Linked DNA regions of Mus musculus: all the other regions are linked to region 1. A link is a contact called in public Hi-C data. All regions are on one chromosome and are shown on one strand. The core of a region is the stretch at or near the end of the contact, and the rest is flanking DNA. Distances in the headings are between cores, read along the strand shown. Region 1 holds the start of Azin1 (antizyme inhibitor 1). Region 2 overlaps Gm35167 (a long non-coding RNA gene). Region 3 holds the start of Baalc (brain and acute leukemia, cytoplasmic).

Region 1 (4,149 bases), core at 1,056-3,555:
CCAGCCCACCCATTTCTGCCCTTTCTTTCATCTGCTTCCTTTGACAGAATCCTGTTTCCCTGGAACATAGACCCTAGATTCACTCTGAACTGTTTCCTGAGAACTTTTCTCTCAGATGAAGTTATTTCTTCCTTCTACTTGGTTCCTTACAGCATTTACCTTGTTATCTGTCAACAATTTGGTTATTTTACGAACATTCCATTTCTCCTGCTAGACTGCAAACAAAATGTCAAATGGTGTGTTCATGTGGGCAAGAGCCTCCTTGGGAAGTTGCTGCAGTTTAAATGGATCAGAACTTAACAAAAGTGTTAGAGACTGAGCACAGTGGATCATAACTTCACATCCCAGAACTCTAGAGGTCAAGACTGACATGAATTCAAGGCCAGCACGGGCAATATATTAACTTCCTATCTCAAAAAAGGAAAAGGGGAGGGGAGAGAGGGATGGAGAGGGAGGAGGTAAGAGAAAGCTAAGATATGTCAAGAAAAATAGGGGAAACAAAAACCAGAAACTGAGCTCACAGTTCCCAACTTGTAATACTCTCTACCTCTGAAACATTCTGGCCTTACCAAATCTGCAAGAGCTCTTCCTTTCTTTCTGCCTTGGTGATTTATTAATTACTGTACCGATTACAAGATAAATGGAGTGAAAGAATGTGAAGGAGAGAGGGTTCAGGGTCTTACTTTAAAAGATCTTACGTTGAAGGGGCATCATAAATAGGGTAATACACGACTGTAATCTCAATCCCCTTAAATTGAGGCAGGAGACTTGCTATTTGGAGGTCAGTTTCAGCTACAGAGAAGTGCCCTGTCTGCCTGTCCCTCCCCTTCATTGTGCTGAGTCTGGAGTTGCAAAGATTTAGCAGGCTAGGACTGACTGCTAGTGATAAAATGGCCTTTGGTTTTTCCTTTTTCCAGACAGGGTTTCACTACGTGTAGCTCAAGCTGTCTAGAAACCAGGCTAACTTTGAACTCAAGAGATCCATCAGCTTCTGCCTTCTTATGCTGGGATTAAAGGCATGCACCACCTCATCCAGCTAGAAAAAGGATTTTAAATATAAGGGGAGGGGGGAGGCTACATCCGTCATTTTACTTTAGTAATAAAAGTTTATTAAATAATAGAGAATAGAGAAAAAACGGCCGGGCAGTAGTGGCGCACGCCTTTAATCCCAGCACTTGGGAGGCAGAGGCAGGCAGATTTCTGAGTTCGAGGCCAGTCTGGTCTACAGAGTGAGTTCCAGGACAGCCAGGGCTATACAGAGAAACCCTGTCTCGAAAAACTGAAGAAAAACAAAACAAAACAAACAAGATTAGAGAGAAACCCTGGTGTGGTGGCACGTGCCTTTAGCAGGAGCACCTAGGAGCACCTATATACCAGGCAGAGTTCAAGGCTAGCCTGGTATATAGAGGGAGTTCCAGGACAGCTTGGGTTGCACAGAGAAAGCCTTTCTGGAGAAACAAAACAAAAGAATAAAAAAAAAGAATGACTTCAAACGAGAAATGCAGAGGATTAAAGAGATGTGCCTTTAAGTCATGTAACTTCAGCAACACTGGCCCCGCTTTAATAGGGCTGGGTCTGACTGCATCAACCCTTTTTGAAAATGAAGACAAAGAAAGAAAAGCCACATTTAAAAAAAAAATCTACTGCACCATATTGCAACATGCGAACACGGAGGAACATTCTGGTACGATCAAAGCCTCAGTAACCACACCGGACTGGTTCTTGCTGGCCACGGGGAACTCATTTTCATAACGGAGCTCCGCAACCCATGGAGAGGCGGGAACCTCTCCCTCGGAATACAGTCCCCGGGCATAGTATACAGTTGTTACATAAACTAGTGCACCGAGAAAGCCCCGTGATGGCGCACACCCTCCTCTCCTAAAATACTGGAGTCGGTAAGCCGAGGACCCAGGACGGTCCCGAAGGCTGCCGTCAGCATGGACTAGCTGCCGGCTCACAAAGCGGATCGTTGGCTGCTAGCGTGGCGCGCAGGCGCCGCAAGGGCGAGGGCGCGATCCGCGATCCGCTGGGCCGCGCGCCCTCTGCCCCGCCTACGAAACTAGCAGCCCGCTGGGGAGCGGCTGCAGCGCGAGGGCGGGAAGCGAGCGCCGGGCCAGCACCTGCCAGGCCCGGTGGTCCCGCCCTTCGGCCCCCTAACTGCACAAGGCTGTCCTTCCCCTTCCGCCCCTCCCACATTCCCCGGCGGCACAGGCCCCACCCCCGTCGTGCGGCCGACCGGCCGTCTGTGACGTCAGCAGCCCCCGCCCCCCTGAGTATAAATACTGGCGTCTCTGGCACCGCCTTCCCACACTCTCTGGCTCAACTCTCGCCGCGGTGTTTCCGTTTTTCTCTCTGGTTGTCTCCTGCTCTGCTCTTCTCATCCTTCTCGCTCTGCTGCTCTGCGGAGTGACGAGGCTGAATCCTCTCCCCACCCAGTTCGCGCCTTTCTTCTTTTTCTCGCGCCGCTCCATTTCTCCAGTTCGGCTGCCGCCGCCACTGCTGCTCAGCTGGTGTCGGTGCCGCGCGTTTCCCCCACGTCGTCCCCGCAGCCTATGGCCCAGGCCGCCTTGGGTATTTCTGCTCAAGGTAACCACATCCCTCTTTAAAAATTCCGCCGAAAAAGAGAAGACGCTTTACCCGACTCTTTGGGCCGTTATCTCACGTGAGTACCGGACTTAGGGGCGCGGGAGGGTCCGGCGCCTGGGCTGGGCCACGCCGCCCTCGGTGTCCCCGCAGTGCCCCGCAGCCGGCGGCCTCGAACATGGCGGCCGGCGGCGTGTGTGGCGGCTGCCGGTGGCCCGGGCGGCGGCCGGCGCCTCGCGACCCAGGGCGGCAGCCGACAGCCGCGGTTGAGCGAGGGGGCGTGTGCGCGTGGGGCCGCGCTCGGGGGCAGGCTGGCGGTGGTCGCTGTTCCCTCTCGGCGGCATGCGGCCCCCACCCCACTCCCGTGGTGCATTGCTGTTTCCGGGGAGGGGGTCCGGCGGCAGCCTGGAGGGCTGGGGGTCCCATCGCCCTCTCCCTGTCTCAGTGCCTGCAGGGGGTTGTGGTGCGGAGTGGACGGGCTGCGGCGGCCGGGGCTCCGGGTTATGAATGGAGCGGGGCGGGCCTCGAGCCGGCATCTGGTGACAGCTGGGAGGAGGCTGGATTCTTGCGGGCGGGAGAGGGGGTGCGGAGTGCGCGCTCCCCCTCTGGCGGTGGAAAGTTGACCTCACTCGGGGCCGGCGGCGGGGAAGCCCCGGTGTCAAGTAGCAAGCGAATAGGCCTTTGGCCCTTTCTGGAAACCTCGGCGCTGCTGACCCGCCCCTGCGGCTCTCCTGATTGGGCCAAGTCGCTTTCACTTACCCCAGTCACCTCCTGAAGCCTGGAGATTAGTCACCATGGCTTCGTTTTCTGGTCCTAGCTGTGATCGCGGGGCAGAAAGAGGGCGAAGGGTAGGTTGATGCGGCTTATCAAGGACTCTGTTGGCTGCCAGCGGTTAGTAGTGTTTAAACGTTTTATGGTATTAAGTATCATGAACGTGTGTTACTGGCTGAACGAAGCAAGCAGTTTACACTGTTTACAGCCTCAGGATGTTTGAACAGATTGAACTCAGTTTTGTGGTGGATATCTTAGGTTGTTCTTGTCCTGTGGTGTTTTACCATTAATATATGCACAGCCTGGGTGAGAGCTGATTAACTTCCTCAGGAAAGGACTATGAGAACTAGGCCCGACAGGAAAGCAAGCTTGGTACCAATAAGCCCCGAGGAATTCACAGGTAATAAGTAGGAAAGGGTGTTTACATAAAACTGTAGGTTATAAAGATAAATGAGTAATCAATTTATTTCTCTAATGTTTTAGTATGATTCCCAACAATGAACTCAGAGTGGTACCTTCAATTTAGATTCCGCAGCTAACATTTTACTCTACTTACCTTCCAGCCATCTTACTAATTCTGCATTACGGACATCAAAATGCTTCATAGCTCTAACTTGAGTATTTCCATACATTAAATACAGTCCCATTCTCTAATTTTTAGAAATTGGCAGTAAAATTCTCATTATTTATTTGTACTGTTTGATTAGATTTTGTTGTTTGTTTGAGACAGGACCTCACTTTGTAGCCCAGACTTGAGTCTGATTTTCCTTCCTCATCAGCCTGGTGCTAGGACTC
Region 2 (4,032 bases), core at 208-2,707, 320 kb after region 1:
GCTTGCTCCTTGTGGTTTGCTCAACCCACTTCCTAATAGCACAGCAGGGCCATCACCTCGGTTCTGGTACTACCCCAGGAGGGTGCCCTTTCCTATCAGTTAGCAATCAAGAAAATCCTCCACAGACTTGTCTATAAGCATTATAATGGAACCTCCCCCTTTATTTTTCATGTGCATTCTCTGTGAAAATGTCAGGTGACCTAGAACTGAAGTTACAAACAGTTGTGAGCTGCCATGTGGGTGCTGGGAATTGAACCTGGGTTCTCTGAAAGAGCAGTTAGTGTTCTTAACTACTGAGCTGTCTCTCTAGCCCTGACATTTCTGAATTGAAGTTTTTCTACCCAGATAATTCTAGCTTCTGTCAAGTTGAAAAATAAACAAACAAACAAATAAACAAAAAACAAAAGCAAAATATAAGTCTCACCACACCCCAGAGGGTCCTTTGGCTCGGCTGAGGCAGCACCACTTCAAGGCCACTCAGACTTAGATGGTAGCTCAATGCTATCTCTCTGGGTTAAATTGTGCTCCCACAAAAGATATGTTGAAATTCATACCGGTGAAATTCCAAATGTGATCTATTCGTAAGCAGGGTCTCTGATACAGGCAAATCTAGTTATAAGACCATCCAAAGGGACTGTCACCCATTCTGTTTGGTGTCCTTTTTAAAGAGGGAAAATTGGAGTCAACTCAACTGGTAAAGGTGCCTGCCATCAAGCCACAATCTGAGCTCAGTTCCCAGAGTCCACATGGTAGAAGGAGAACCAATTCCTGAAAGTTGTTCTCTGACCAGTCCAAGCCTGCTAGGGCATGTGGATGCCTACATATACATATACATATACATACACATACACATACACATACACATACACATACACATACATATATATTACATACATACAAACATATACACACAAAATACATACACATATGCATAAATGTAATTTTAAAAATAAAAGTAAGGAGGGCTGGAGATGGCTCAGTGGTTAAGAGCGCTGACTGCTCTCACAGAGGTCCTGAGTTCAATTCCCAGCAACCATATGGTGGCTCACAACCATCTGCAATGAGATCCAATGCCTTCTTCCGGTGTGTCTGAAGACAGCTACAGTGTATTCATATAAATAAAATAAATACATCTTAAAAAATAAAATAAACGTACTTAAGAGCACTCGCTACTTTTACCAAGGACCCAGATTCAGTTCCCAGAGCCCACGTGGTAGCTCACAACGACCTGTAACTACAGTTCCAGGGGATCTGCTGACTTCTGGTCTTCCTGGGCACCAGGCACACACATGCTTGCAAACATACAGCAAACATACACATAAAATAAAAATAACCTTCTTAAAAAATAAAATTAAAGAGGGGAAAGTTTGTGAAGAGAAGGAAGCTGCCGATGAAGACGGAAGGCTGTGTGGACACAGAGTTGGGACTGGGAGATGCAGCTCATGGGGCCAGCTGCAGCAGCCTCTTGCATAGACTCACCGGTTACCATTGTGGTGGCTTGAATAAGTATGCCCCCATAGACTCATGTGTTTGAATGCTTGGCTCATAGGGACTCTTAGAAGTTGTGGCCTTATTAAAGTGAGTGTGGCCTTGTTGGAAGAAGTAAGTCACTGTGGGGGTGGGCTTTGAAGTCTCCTATGCTCAAGCTACGCCTTCAGATCAAGATGCAGAACTCTCAGCTGCTTCTCTAGCACTATGTCTTCTGGCATGCTGCCGTGTTTTCTGTCATGATGATCATGAACTAAATTAAACCTCTGAACCTGTAAGTCAGCCCCAGTTAAATGTCGTCCTTTATAAGAGCTGCCATGGTCATGGTGTCTCTTCACAGCAATGAAATCTTAACCTAGACAAAGACCAAAATCCCAGATCCAATCCTGAGTGTTAGCATGCTTTCCTTTGAACCCACTAGCATGATGAGGTCTCCACACAGAGGGACTTCTAACACAAGGGCAGGCACATTCTGAGCAAAGTGGCATGTGGCCCATGATAGTGAAAGTCTTCTCCCTTTCCAGGAAACCTTGTAGGTAAATGGGCCTGGGAGAGAGACCTAACCTGCTGCCCCTCTTTTCTGTAATAAACCAGCTCTAGAGTTTTTGTTTGTTTGTTTCTTTTGGGGGAGGCATTTTAAAAATATTTTATTATATTTTGTGTATGAATGTTTGTCTGTGCACCATTTGCATGCAGTGCCCACAGAGGCCAAAGGAAGGCGACTAATTTCAGATGGTTGTGAGCCATCTCTCCAGCCCAGGAGGAGTCATCCTCTGAGAGCTAGATTGCTTATAAAACACCTTTGAAAAGTTCTCAACTGCCAGGTGTGGAGGTGCGCGCCTTTAATCCCAGCACTTGGGAGGCAGAGGCAGGCGGATCTCTGAGTTCGAGGCCAGCCTGGTCTACAAAGTGAGTTCCAGGACAGCCAGAGCTACACAGAGAAACCCTGTCTCGAAAAAACCAAAAAAAAAAAAAAAAAAAAAAAAAAAAATATATATATATATATATATATATATATATAGTAATGTAAATATCTGCATTTTCCAATAGTCTTAGTTAACCCTGTGTAAAGGTCACGTGACCTGCACAGGGGTCACGACCCACAGGTTGAGAACCACTTCAGTGCTTTGCCCACTTTGCTGAAGCAGAGCTGAGGAATGGCCACTGAGAGCTGACCTTGACAGAACTGCTCAGTTCTGCACAGCTCTCGCCCACTGCTCGCTCCGGTCCCTCCTCTATTTAAGCCTAATGCTCGCCTCAGTATACCAAAGATGGATGTGGATCATTAGACCTCTCCCCAATGTGACCGCACTGAACTTCCACCCACCTCCTTGGTTGGCATTGGGGATGGGTGACTGAGCCTAGCAGGTGAGACCGCTGGACCCCAGGCTTTCCCTTCAGAATTGACTATAGTGTCATGTGCTTGTGTGTATTTGCATCTATGTACTTAAACCTAGATTTTCAGTATAAGAGAAGACGTTTGCTATTTTTCTCTCTTTCCCCTTTCTCCCCCTTCTTACATCCACCTATAATTTCTGCCCTAGAAAACAAAGGAGGCTTCTTCAAGTCAGGGAATGTCAAAGAGAGGCAGTAAGCCAAAAGCTGCGGAGGCAGGATGCTAGGGGAGTGTCCTCTGGTTTCTGACCTCCAGCTCTGTAATAAACCACAGTTCTGTTGTCTCCAGCCACCTGATCAGCGCAGTCTTAGGAAGTCCCACTTTATGGGTAACCCATCAGCCAATCACAGAAGGGGCATGAATTGCCCAGACTTTCAGCTGAAATCCCAGGGTACCTTACAGAATTTTGTACTATTTTTTTCCAATTTACATTTCTTTTGTAGATGTTAATTATTGTGCCAACTTTCATTTTGTTTTGTTTTGTTTTGTTTTTCAAGACAGGGTTTCTCTGTATAGCCCTGGCTGTCCTGGAACTCACTTTGTAGACCAGGCTGGCCTTGAACTCAGAAATCTGCCTCCCTCTGCCTCCCAAGTGCTGGGATTAAAGGTGTGCACCACCACTGCCTGGCTGTGCCAGCTTTAAATAACAAGCTTTTGTCAAGTCAGATTGTTATCCACCCCTCCCCCAATTTGCTCTTAAGGCTTCTCTTGAGCCTTTAGACTTTCCTGTGATTAAGCACCGTGTGCATGTTAGGTCTTAGGTCAGTGGGACAGAGAACAAGAGGGTTGTTTCACAAGATGACCATTCTAGCAGAGTCTTGGTGATGTGTATGTGGTGGCATGGTATGACCTTAGGTTCAGGTGTGTGTGTCAGGTTACATACAGAGAACAGATGGTAAATTCCAAAGTGGTGAACAAGGCCTCTAAAGGAAGGGTAGCCTGGTGGCAGCTCTAAGCTCAGACATCAGGGGAGGAAGGTGGGGTGGGCATACGCCCCCTTTCTCTTCCTTTCAGCCGTCCACAGGGCTGGGTAGGCTAGTCAGAGAAAGCAAATGTACAGGTGTGTGCCACCTTTCGGGGTGGTTTAAGCACTGTGGAATGTGTTGTGTCAGTGAATTAAGAAACAAAACAAACAAAACCCACACCAC
Region 3 (4,364 bases), core at 21-2,520, 410 kb before region 1:
AACTGGTTTGCTGATCAAAGCCACTGAAAGCAACTTAATGATGTGAAAAGGAATTCCATCGCAAAATTCTTGCAAACGATAAGCTTTGTTACACAGTGAAATGGAATAAAATTGGTCACCTCGGGGTTTAGCTAGTTTTCATTCTTCCCCATGGCATTGTATGCTATTTAAGGTCCATGTACATGTTTACAATGTCTTTGCTGTAACGGAAAAACTTGATCCTTGTCTTCATCTACACAAAACAATGCTTTTGTGATCTATCAACTCAGAAAAAGAAAGTGCTTTGGGAAATAAACTACCATGTAAGGGACTGATCAGAAGAAAAAACAAAAAGAATACCATCACTAGGTAGGAAACTGTGCCCTCGGGATGCAGGAGGCCAGAGCTGGGACAGGTGGGATCAGTGGGTTCTGAACCTTCAAGTAAATGGTGGACTTCAGGGAAGATGAGGAAATTGGAGGAGGAAGGAGAGGAGGAGAGGAAGAGGAAGAAGAAGGAGAGGAGGAGAAGAGGAGGAGGAGGAAGAGACTGCAGAGTCTCCAATTGCTCAGAGCTTTCATTCTGGGCTGCAGCCCTCACTCCCCCAGCCCTACCCCATGGAGGAGCCAGGCACAGCAGGAGAACCTCTGGGAAGTAAGGGATCAAAGGATGCCAGCCTGGTCCAGGACCGCATCCAGCCTTCTTTCAAACAGCAAGCTTTCTGGTGATGCTGGTATGATATTTTACAAGAGTCACCCTTGAAGACCCTTGCACTGACCAGCTGATTAGAGGGTATGAGGTACAATGCCAATTTTGTTTCCTTCCGCTGGCTTTGCTGCCTAACACAAGGAGACTTTTGGACAAAGCTGTGTACCTGAACCAACACACATTTCCTCCAGAGGGCAACTCTCTAGGACTCGTTTCTATAAGTTAAATAAAACTCAACAGCCCACAAGGAAAGGATTAAAATGGCATTTGCAGTAAGTTTTTACATTGAGTGGTGGAAAACCTCGATTCCCGAGGTCCCGAGGTCTTCCTTCCCTGGACACAGTGCTGGTGGTCCCGATTTGTAAGTTCCACCCCTGTTCTCCATCCCCAGTTGATGTTGTAGTTTTGACCCTACCTCTGTGGCCCAGAGGCCATTCTGTTTCTGGGTCAGAGGGCCTGAGCTGAGGTTCTGTGAGTTGGGACATTGGGTCCCACAGTTCATCTTCTTCTCTGGGTTGGCTATTCCACCCGGGGCTGCAGGTCGGAGCACCCCGTTAGAGGACAGTCCGTCTTCCAGCACACCTGGGGAGGCAAGGAGAGAATGGCACCAGAGGCTTGCAAATGGCAGCTGTTACAAGCAATCCCAAGGTGGCAAAGAAAGGGCAGCTAATAGCAAAAGGTGGCCTCAAGTTCCACCTGGTAAAGCTATCTTTTCCTGTAAGAATACGTGTGTTTTTACGTTAAAAATAAGATTTAAAAATAGCTTTGTAGCTTGAAGTTTTCACTTAACACATTGATGGCAACTTTTCCACATTATTAAACACTCGGCCATGTTATTTTTTACACGTCTGCTGGTCGTACGAACAAGCAATCATTTAACCAATGCCCTCTAACTGGATATTTGTTTCCACGTTCTAATGCTAGATGTTACTGGAATAACATTCCTTTTGATTAATAATTTTATTCCTAGTGGTTCTCTGGGATAAATTCCTAGAAGTAAGGTCACTCTCTTGACGGTTACACAAAGATAATTTTTCCTAGTCTCCACCTATTGGACTGAGCAAGTGTGTCTCCCACAACAAATGCCAAGAAACACAGAACTTCAAATAAATGACCTCACTAAAAAGCAAAAGGAGGACAAGATGGGAATTCAGGACACACAACAAGTACCTGATTTGTAGGAGAAAAAGGCCCAGGGATCAAAGAAGGGATCTGCCAAATGAGCGGAGAGAAGCCAGCCAGATGCCACAGGAGTTACGGGCATGAGGGAACAGCCAGAGAGGCCATCCCTTTTCCTCCACCAGCCTAGTCTAGATGGCCGTCCACCATCTGGGACTTGGCTCACAACAGGAAGCTGTACCCAGGGGCCTTGAATTTCACTTGTATGACTCAAATTCAAAAATAAAATGACTAAGAGTGTCAAGACAGTGTTCACTGAGCTTTGAATTTGAGCCAGGCCCTTTCTGAGCCCAGGAGGTCCTGGGCTCATGACTGCAGCTGATTTGCTGAAAGTGACCAGCCAGTCTTTTGTATAGGCTACACTTCTGGGTAACAGAGGGAAATGTAGTTTACTTTGTCCTTTTTCTGTATTTTCACATTTTGGTAAGAAATACAAGCTAGATTCACACAACAGAAACACGGGGTTTGTGGCTGACCTTTTGGGGTACCCTCTTAAGCAATCTAGAAAGGTTACATATGGCAACGATCCCTGGCTGGCCTCATTTTTTTAGCTTGCTATCAGAACATCTCAGCTTATAGGCCAGGCTCGGTAGGCTAGTCGGTAAGCACTTAGCTGATTGTGTGAGTCATAAGTTAAGAATGTAACCAACATGGCTAAAGAGAGGATTGTGAGGAAGAGACAGCTGGTGCTAGGCCATAAATAATGCTTACCCTGTCTGTGTCAGACATCGTTAGAGCCTTTGTGCATGTTGCCCCTTTAACCCTCACAGGAGCCCTGTGAACTAGGAACCATGATCCATGCTCAGTGACTAAAGTAGCCCCTGCATTGATGCTGGGTGCCATCTGCTTATCTGTTGCTTACCACTCTCTTCCTACTCCAGCCTGGGGTGGGGGACTTGCCCTTACTGTAAAGGAGGAGACATTGAAGTCTAATTCTAGACCTGTGCTTTTCTGAGGCTTGGGGTACAAGCAAGTGCTTCCTCCTAGTAAAACTCCCAAGCAGGCTGCTCTCAACCTTAGTGCTTAGGAAACCCATTAATGGTGTCTTAAAATGCAAATCCTGACATCCATTGGCCCAGATTTCTGATTCAGTAGAGACTCAGGAACATGGATTTCTGAAAGTCCCCCTAGATTCTGAGGCAGAGGACTTTAGAGACTGCACAGGATCCTTATATTATGATCATAGATGTAGCTGCTACATACAGATCTCCATCTAACAGATTAATGCTCTTGCTTATTCTGAGGGTTATGGGCAAAATGCTTATCTTTATTTGTCTCACAGTGGATTCTGGAAAAGCATCATAAACTGAGATAAATTTGCCAGCTCCTTAAAATTTGCCTGCCCCTAGAGAGGCAACATCCTAATGTGAACATCTTCCACAAAATTTCCATCCCGGAGACAAACCAAATGACTGACTTTGTCAAAAGCTGGGAAACAGACATGCCGCTGCTTGATAAACTGCGACCAGTGGCTTCTTGCCAAAGCTTCTGGCTATTTTAGAAATGAAGCCGAGTAGGAGGGCAGACTGCAGAAGTTTAAAATGGTAGCTGGCAGCCACATGCAGAACAAGTTTGCTCCTCAACCTCAGCACCTTGCTATCCCTGGTGAAGGTGATCAGAAAGTCTGTCCAAAGTCATAAAGAAATGGCTGCAAGTATTTTCCCTCAATGAACGAAAATCGAAGTGTAAGAGGTTGGTAACATGTTTGAGAAGAATCTCTGATGTTACATCAGAGGGAACCCTGGCTCATGAAGCCCTGTCTAGGCTCAGATCCAGAACACATGCCCAGTGGTAATTTTGTCTGAATTAAGATATAAATTAAATTATTAGTACTCAACCACTTACTGAGAGTTTGTCTTCTAATTTTCAAAATGAACCAGAATAGGATGTCTGACTGACATTTCTTTAGTCTAATGAATAACTGCAGATTGCACTAATGTGTAATAACATATGTGGTCATTTGCACCACTACATTAAATATACTAACAACATATTGAGTAACTCTTGCATTCATGGACAAGGATACCAAAATACTCCAAAAGGAAAAAATAATTTCTCAACAAATGTACTAGAGAGCTACATGCAAAAGAATGGAATGAATCTTCTATCTCACAACCTACACAAAAGATAAATCACAAAGAACCAAAGATCTAAGTGTAAAAGCTAAAACTGTTAAACTTTTCTTTAAAATATAAATGGCAAATATTTATGATATTAAGTCAGGCAATGATTCCTTAGAAATGACCCAAAAGCACAATCAAAAACAGGAAAATCCATAGTTGGATATCATCAAATATAGAGATCATGAAGAAAAGATAATCCATAGGATAAAAGAGGACTTTTGAAAATTATTTCTCTGCTAAAAAAAACTCTTGCAACTGAATAATGAAAAAAATAAATGGCTCAATTAAAGTATGAGGAAAGGATCTAAATAGACATATACACAAAGAAGATATGCACATGGCCAAGAATATCAGAAATACAAGAGGTTACCAAGA

Evidence for each region. A called contact is a pair of places that touch in the nucleus more often than the background predicts.
Region 2: a Hi-C map of the N1E-115 cell line shows a contact between it and region 1, with 2.3 times the contacts expected there. The contact joins the enhancer-like site here to the promoter of Azin1 in region 1. A contact is called at or near these places in 1 of 39 promoter capture datasets (the C10 cell line), 1 of 15 datasets of contacts at CTCF or cohesin (the NIH/3T3 cell line), 1 of 484 Hi-C or Micro-C datasets (the N1E-115 cell line), 2 of 115 datasets of contacts at active chromatin or transcription factors (effector CD8 T cells and memory CD8 T cells) and 1 of 9 other capture datasets (embryonic stem cells).
Region 3: a Hi-C map of the C2C12 cell line shows a contact between it and region 1, with 4 times the contacts expected there. The contact joins the promoter of Baalc here to the promoter of Azin1 in region 1. A contact is called at or near these places in 14 of 39 promoter capture datasets (the 3T3-L1 cell line, 3T3-L1-derived adipocytes, the C10 cell line and 8 more), 1 of 15 datasets of contacts at CTCF or cohesin (the NIH/3T3 cell line), 10 of 484 Hi-C or Micro-C datasets (the C2C12 cell line, the N1E-115 cell line, cerebral cortex and 6 more), 6 of 115 datasets of contacts at active chromatin or transcription factors (embryonic limb bud, embryonic stem cells, extraembryonic endoderm stem cells and 1 more) and 1 of 9 other capture datasets (pancreatic islet).

What each region holds. Positions count from the first base shown.
Region 1 is chr15:38,517,422-38,521,570 of GRCm38.p6, reverse strand. Azin1 (antizyme inhibitor 1) reads left to right here and starts at 2,305. Exons shown (of 12, transcript NM_018745.5): 1 at 2,305-2,662.
Region 2 is chr15:38,193,061-38,197,092 of GRCm38.p6, reverse strand. All of the region lies in intron 1 of Gm35167 (a long non-coding RNA gene), which reads left to right. Among named protein-coding and RNA genes, the nearest start is that of Gm35167, 4.6 kb to the left of the region's middle. Within about 2 kb of position 1,457, at least 2 of the 459 cell types and tissues checked have an H3K27ac peak or open chromatin away from gene starts, as enhancers often do. A contact at or near this core is called in the N1E-115 cell line, where this site is marked.
Region 3 is chr15:38,930,815-38,935,178 of GRCm38.p6, reverse strand. Baalc (brain and acute leukemia, cytoplasmic) reads right to left here and starts at 1,270. Exons shown (of 2, transcript NM_080640.6): 1 at 1,103-1,270. The coding sequence starts at 1,270.